2 separate regions of the Zea mays genome follow, and region 2 is linked to region 1. Evidence: chromatin contacts called from public Hi-C data. All regions are on one chromosome and are shown on one strand. The core of a region is the stretch at or near the end of the contact, and the rest is flanking DNA. Distances in the headings are between cores, read along the strand shown.

The links. A called contact is a pair of places that touch in the nucleus more often than the background predicts.
Region 2: a contact with region 1 is called in a Hi-C map of leaf mesophyll, with 2.6 times the contacts expected there. The contact joins the promoter of LOC100384553 here to the promoter of LOC103629620 in region 1. A contact is called at or near these places in 7 of 25 Hi-C or Micro-C datasets (bundle sheath, ear, endosperm and 3 more).

Annotation. Positions count from the first base shown.
Region 1 is chr6:98,644,245-98,647,760 of Zm-B73-REFERENCE-NAM-5.0, reverse strand. LOC103629620 (probable beta-1,4-xylosyltransferase IRX14) reads left to right here and starts at 1,587. Exons shown (of 3, transcript XM_008650703.4): 1 at 1,587-2,851; 2 at 2,957-3,505. The coding sequence starts at 2,004.
Region 2 is chr6:98,834,257-98,837,772 of Zm-B73-REFERENCE-NAM-5.0, reverse strand. LOC100384553 reads left to right here and starts at 1,997. Exons shown (of 4, transcript NM_001367254.1): 1 at 1,997-2,162; 2 at 2,328-3,516. The coding sequence starts at 2,511.

The sequences.
Region 1 (3,516 bases), core at 338-2,837:
AAAGAAAAGAAGCAATCCAAGCGCAAGAGCTCAAAAGAACACGGCAAATCTCTCTCGCTAATCACTAAAGCCTTTTGTGGAATTGGAGAGGATTTGATCTCTTTGGTGTGTCTAGAATTGAATGCCTAGCTCTTGTAAGTGGTTGAGAAGTGGAAAACTTGGTTTCCATGAATGTGGGGGTGGTTGGGGTATTTATAGCCCCAACCACCAAAAGTGGCCGTTGGGAGGCTGTCTGTTTGATGGCGCACCGGACAGTCCGGTGCACACCGGACATGTCCGGTGCCCCCGCCACGTCATCACTACCGTTGGATTCTGACCGTTGGAGCTCCTGACTCGTGGGCCCGCCTGGATGTCCGGTGCACACCGGACATGCACTGTTCCTTGTCCGGTGCGCCAGTATGGGCGCGCCTGTCTTCTGCGCGCGCAGAGCGCGCAATAAATGCGTCGCAGGTAGCCGTTGGCGCCGAATAGCCGTTGCTCCGGAGTTGCACCGGACAGTCCGGTGCACACCGGACATGTCCGGTGAATTATAGCGGACTAGCCGTTGGAGATTTCCGAAGCCGGCGAGTTCCTGAGGCCGCTCTTCCTTGGCGCACCGGACACTGTCCGGTGTACACCGGACAGTCCGGTGAATTATAGCGCGCTGGCCTGAGAAATTCCCGAAGGTAGCGAGTTCGAGTTGGAGTCCTCTGGTGCACCGGACACTGTCCGGTGGTGCACCGGACACTGTCCGGTGGTGCACCGGACACTGTCCGGTGCCTCCAGACCAGAGGTGCCTTCGGTTGACTCTTTGCTCCTTTGTTGAATCCAAAACTTGATCTTTTTATTGGCTGAGTGTGAACCTTTTATACCTGTATAATCTATACACTTGAGCAAACTAGTTAGTCCAATTATTTGTGTTGGGCAATTCAACCACCAAAATTAATTAGGGACTAGGTGTAAGCCTAATTCCCTTTCAACGCTTACAGCTAATGACTGCTTACATATTAGTTATTGACTTTATAGATATAAATAACACAATGACGACTATAGATGGCCAATAAGCACGAGGCCCACGAGCCCGGCACGAAGCCCGCTGTATGGGCCCGGTCCGAGCCCGGTACGACACGGTTCTATGCGGGCTCGGGTCGGTCCGGCACGAATAAGCGGGCCGATCTCGGACAGGAAACTAGGCACGGTGGGCTAGCCTGACACGGCCCGTTTACCCATAAACCCGTTTTTTTATACTAAAACGTGCTTATCAGCCCGCTTAGCCCTCTTTTCGGCCCGCTTAGCCCGCTTTTTGGCCCAATTTTTTTGTGCTAAACTGTCCGGGCCGTTTAGGCCCGCTGTGGGCCGGGCTCGGCCAGAAAATTGAGTCCGCGGACTTATACGGCCCGACACGGTTTTCTAATCGTGTCTAGCGGGCCAAGCTTCACCGGGCTCGGGCCGGACCGGGCCGAGCGGCTCGTTTGGCCATCTCTGACGACACAAGACACGGCGACCCGACGTCACCGAACGCACAAGTGTCGCCGGCGACCGAGCCGCGGCCTGGTCTAGTACAGTAGTCCAGTCCACCACCTCTCCCGCGCCACGCCGCGCCGCCGACCCCGTCCGCGTCCCGCGGGTTCGGCATCTCGGCCCCACCTCCACAACCCGATCCCCCAGTCCTCGGCTCGCGCACCTCCGCACCGCACCGCGCACGCGCTTGCGCCTTTGGCTTCTTGCTCCAGCGACCCCGCCGTCCCCGTCGGGCACCAACCCAACCCAACGCTCTCCTCCTCGCTTCCCTTCCTTTCCCTCTGCCCACCAATTGATAGCTCACCTCACCTCACCTCACCTCACCTCCGCACCCGCTGTTTCGTGCACCGCACTTCACACCCCACCAACCTTCTCCCCCCCTGAAAAACTATCTACCCCACCCCAAACCACCCCTACCCGCCGACGAGCGCGATCGATTGATTCGTTTCGCGCCGGGCGGCGGCGGAGGGAGCCCACCAGATCCGGCTACCGCCGCGGCTACGATGAAGTCGCTGCTGCCGCGGAGCGAGCTGCGGCGCTCGTCGGCAGCGGCCGTGCGGTCGTCGGCCGGCGGCGCCGCGGGGGGAGACGGTGCTGTGGCCGACGGCGGCGGGGCTGGGCCGCGAGCGCCCGCCTCCTCCACCTTCTGGTTCCTGCTGCACGCGCTCTGCTGCCTCATCTCGCTCTTCCTCGGCTTCCGCTTCTCGCGGCTCCTCTTCTTCATGCTCTTCTCCACCACCGCGCTCTACCACTCCACATCCTCCTCCTCCTCGGCCGCGGTCCTGCGCGCCACCACCACGACGACCACAACCACCACCACTACCACCACCACGACCAACACCTTCACGCTCTCCTTCGCGGCCGCCAACACTCCCCCCTCCGGCCCGGCTAACCGCACGGCGCTGGAGGCGGCCGCGGAGGCCGACAAGGCGGCGGCGTCTGGGAACCCGCAGAGCCACGTCGTGGTCGGGAGGCACGGGATTCGGATCCGGCCGTGGCCGCACCCGGACCCCGTCGAGGTGATGCGGGCGCACGGGATCATGGAGCGCGTGCAGGAGGAGCAGCGCCGCTGGTACGGCGTCAAGGAGCCGAGGCAGGTGCTCGCCGTCACCCCGACCTACTCCCGCGCGTTCCAGGCGCTCCACCTCACCGGCCTCCTCCACTCGCTCCGCAACGTGCCGTACCCGCTCACCTGGATCGTCGTCGAGGCAGGCGGCACCACCAACGCCACCGCGTCAATGCTTGCGCGCTCTGGCCTCACTGTCGTTCACATCCCCTTCCCTGACCGCATGCCCACCGAGTGGGCCGACCGCCACGCTACTGAGAACCGGATGCGCCTCCACGCCCTACGGTATGTATGGTTTCCTACTACTTCCTCAGATAGCTTCTACTAGTATAGTAGTATCTAATGAAAAGAAGGTGGCTGATGAGATGAAGGACCGTTTTCCTTGCACAGCGTGATCCGTGAGAGGAAGATGGATGGTGTAGTTGTTTTCGCGGACGACAGCAATGTTCATAGCATGGAGCTGTTCGATGAGGTGCAGAAGGTCCAGTGGATGGGTGCTGTGTCCATTGGAATCCTTGCGCATACTGGAACTGCAGACCAACTTCGGCTCAGCGAGGAGGACAAGCAGAATATGCCTCTCCCAGTCCAGGGCCCTGCTTGCAACTCCTCAGGGCATCTGGCTGGATGGCACACGTTCAACTCATTGCCCTTCTCTGGGAAGACAGCCACCGTGGTCGGTGAGGCGGCCCCTGTTCTTCCCAGGGGTTTGGAGTGGGCTGGCTTTGTGTTGAACTCGAGAATGCTGTGGAAGGAGGCTGAAGGCAAGCCCGACTGGGTGAAGGATCTTGATGCTGTTGGCGAGAATGGAGAGGAGATTGAGAACCCACTTACTCTGTTGAATGATCCATCCTCTGTTGAGCCACTGGGGAACTGTGGGAAGAAGGTCCTACTGTGGTGGCTTCGTGTTGAAGCACGGGCGGATAGCAAGTTTCCTCAAGGGTGAGTATTTT
Region 2 (3,516 bases), core at 748-3,247, 190 kb before region 1:
AACAGCTAGCGACGCGACTGCAGATGGTGCAGCGGTCTGCTAGCTTGGCCGGCCGTCATGCATAATCATTCATCATAGCCTACTAAGGGCCCGTTTGGCAAAACTTCGGATCCTGCTTCTTTAGCTCCAGATCCTGATCCTCGTGAGGAGCTGATCCTCCTGATTCTCCTAGAAAATCAGAATCATTTTTAAAACCGTTTGGCAAGTAAACTGATTCTTGTCTTCTGAGAGTTGGCGGTCTGTGGCGATTGTCTGTTTTACCCTTTGCATTTCAACTTTGTTACAAACCAATAAGTAGGATGTATATACGGAAAAAAATATAAAACAATAATATATAAAATATTCGCATCATAGTAGTGCATAAAATGGTCTCAAATGTTTAATCCATAAATTGGCTCGTTATGTTTTTGTCCAATGGCAATTGCGGGTAATTTCGATCAAACTTTAAGAGGAGGTCCATATTTGGTTGGTTGAGAAGCTATTTTAAGGAAGGGTGGAGTAGGTTTTTTTAGATCCCACCTTTCTTCACAAAAACGACTCCCGATCTTTTGGCTCCACACAAGAATCAGTTTAAAAAATACCCGTTTGGCACAGCTCCTCCAGATCCTCGCTTAGAATCAGGAGCTGGAGCTGTGCCAAACGGGCCCTAAGTATTGATGAGGAGTCGGAAGAGTCGGCTCTAGTCCATCCGCACGCACGAGTACGAAAGAGGAGGCAGAGGCACACATGTCATTGTCAATAAGCAGCATCAGCAGCAGCTAGATCATCCATCGATCCCGTCTTAAATCCTTAATCCCCAAATATATACCGGCCGGTTCATTAATTAACCCAGTTGTACGTCTCCACGACTTTATGTGTTTGATTTGAGGTTAAAGTGGGATGAACCGAGGAGGTGACACCGTCCCTTTCGGGATTTACCTCGTCCTTACGGGCTGATTTGGTGGTCAAGGATCCCGAGGGGATCCATAGAGAAGTAATTCCATTGGTATTTAAATTTGAATAGCAAAGTGATTTCTCCCTATGGATTACCTCGGGATCCCTGATCACCAAATCCGCCCTACGTGACTTCCATCCAAACATTATAAAAACTGTGACCGCCTCCTTCCATCCCTCCATACACATCCAACCAAACACAGGCCTCATCTGATCCAGTCCTATCCACGTCACACCTGATTATAATTAACAAAAGAAAAAGACATTCTTAATTGCCTCGCCGCACGCATGCATAAACGCTGTAACGGAACTTGGGAGCTTGGAAGAAGAGTCACGGTCCATGGATGAGGTGTTTGGTTGCCCCTGCTAAAGTTTAGCCCGGGTCACATCAAGCGTTTGACTTTCAAATAAGAGTATGAAATATAGACCCAACCAACTGGATTAGATTCGTCTCGTCTTTTAATCTTCGGTTGACAAATTAGTTTTATAATTCGACTACATTTAATAACCGGAACGGAGGTTCAAACATTCGATGTGATAGGGGCTAAAGTTTAGTTTGGGGTAACAAACACCCCCGAAGTCTTCCCTGTAGTGACCACGTGAAAGCTGCGGCATAAACGCTGCTTAGCCCCGTGTTGTTGTCCAATGCAATCTGCTGGACGACATGACTCTGTGCAAAAAAGTATTACTGTTGTTGTATGATGTGCGATGGAAACAACAGCACTTTTTTAGATTTGCCTGATTGTTTCCTTCTGATTCCGATCGATCGAGAGAGATAGAGAGAGAACGGCTACGAGAGACATGAGACAGCAGTGGACAATGAGTACAATGATGCAGCTCGTCGTTGTGGAAAATAGCACTAGCGCTGGCACTTTGGGTGTGCAACTGAAAAGTAACAATAAGCAATTTACAATTAATTAAGCCACTAAGCAGAGTAGGCAGAGGTATCCCCTTCAGATGCAGAGCTGTTTGCTTGACTGCCCTTTCTCTCTTCCTCTCTCTCTCTCTATTTATTAGTTGTTTTGCTGCCCCCATGTCAGCTGAGGTCTGCTCACCTGTGTGAGAGAGAGTGTGTGAGTGTGACCGTGGGTGGGGTGGGGAGGAAGACGAGCCCGTCGAGCTGTGCCGATTTTGCCCCCGAATCCGTCGTTACCCCTGCTTTGGAGGGATCTGAAGGTGCTGGTGGCCTGCTGCTGCCTGCCTGTCTGCCAGGAGCCCAGAGGCCAGAGGTGAGTGACTGGCCCGATGAATTCCGCAATCTTGTGGAGCTGTGGTGCTGGCGTGGCGCTGCCGTGCTGCTGGGTTGGTTGGGTTCCCTTTCCCTCCCTGCAAAATTTTCTGAGGCGGAGAAAAAAGTAATATCTCCATTGCTTCCCCCTGCTTCCTTTTTTCAGCAGAGACTGTGGTGGTGGTGATGGCGGCTGTGCAGCGGAAAGGCTTCTCGTCGTGGTACTAGTGGAGGAGGCGTGAAATTTCATCCATAAAGGCTGTCGCGGTGGCCGGTGGGTGGAGATCGCGCTCAATTCCCGCCGAAACCGCCTCCGGGGTAGCGTGGCCGCGGGAAGTGGGAGTGGGAGATGATTACTTTCGTGGACTCGGCGGCCATGGAGCTGGAGAGGGAGAGCGGCAGGTGCCTGGTGGACCCGCAGCTGTGGCACGCCTGCGCCGGCGGCATGGTCCAGATGCCGCCGGTGCACTCCAGGGTGTACTACTTCCCGCAGGGCCACGCCGAGCACGCGCAGGGCCACGCCCACGCCGACCTCCCCGCCGGCCGGGTCCCGGCCCTCGTCCTCTGCCGCGTCGACGCCGTCCGGTTCCTGGCCGATCCGGACACCGACGAGGTGCTCGCCAGGGTCCGCCTCGCCCCCGTCCGGCCCAACGAGCCGGACCACGCCGACGCCGCGGCGCCGGGCGCGCGGGAGGACAAGCCCGCGTCCTTCGCCAAGACGCTCACGCAGTCCGACGCCAACAACGGCGGGGGCTTCTCCGTGCCGCGGTACTGCGCCGAGACCATCTTCCCGCGGCTGGACTACTCCGCCGACCCGCCCGTCCAGACCGTGCTCGCCAAGGACGTGCACGGCGTCGTCTGGAAGTTCCGCCACATCTACCGCGGCACGCCCCGGCGCCACCTGCTCACCACCGGGTGGAGCGCCTTCGTGAACCAGAAGAGGCTCGTCGCGGGGGACTCCATCGTGTTCATGAGGACGGGGAACGGGGACCTCTGCGTCGGCATCCGGCGCGCCAAAAAGGGCGGCATCGGAGGAGGGCCGGAGTTCCCGCACCACCAGCCGCCAGACGGCGGCGGGTACGGGTACGGGTACGCCGGCTTCTCCACGTTCCTGAGAGGAGAAGAGGACGACGCGGCCGCGAGGGGCAAGGTCAGGGTGCTGGTGCGGCCGGAGGAGGTCGTCGAGGCCGCCAACCTCGCGGCGAGCGGGCAGCCGTTCGAGGTGGTCTACTACCCGAGGGCGAGCACGCCGGAGTTCTGCGTCAAGGCGGGGGCGGTCCGCGCGGCCATGCGCACCCAGTGGTGCGCCGGGATGAGGTTCAAGATGGCCTTCGAGACGGAGGACTCGTCCAGGA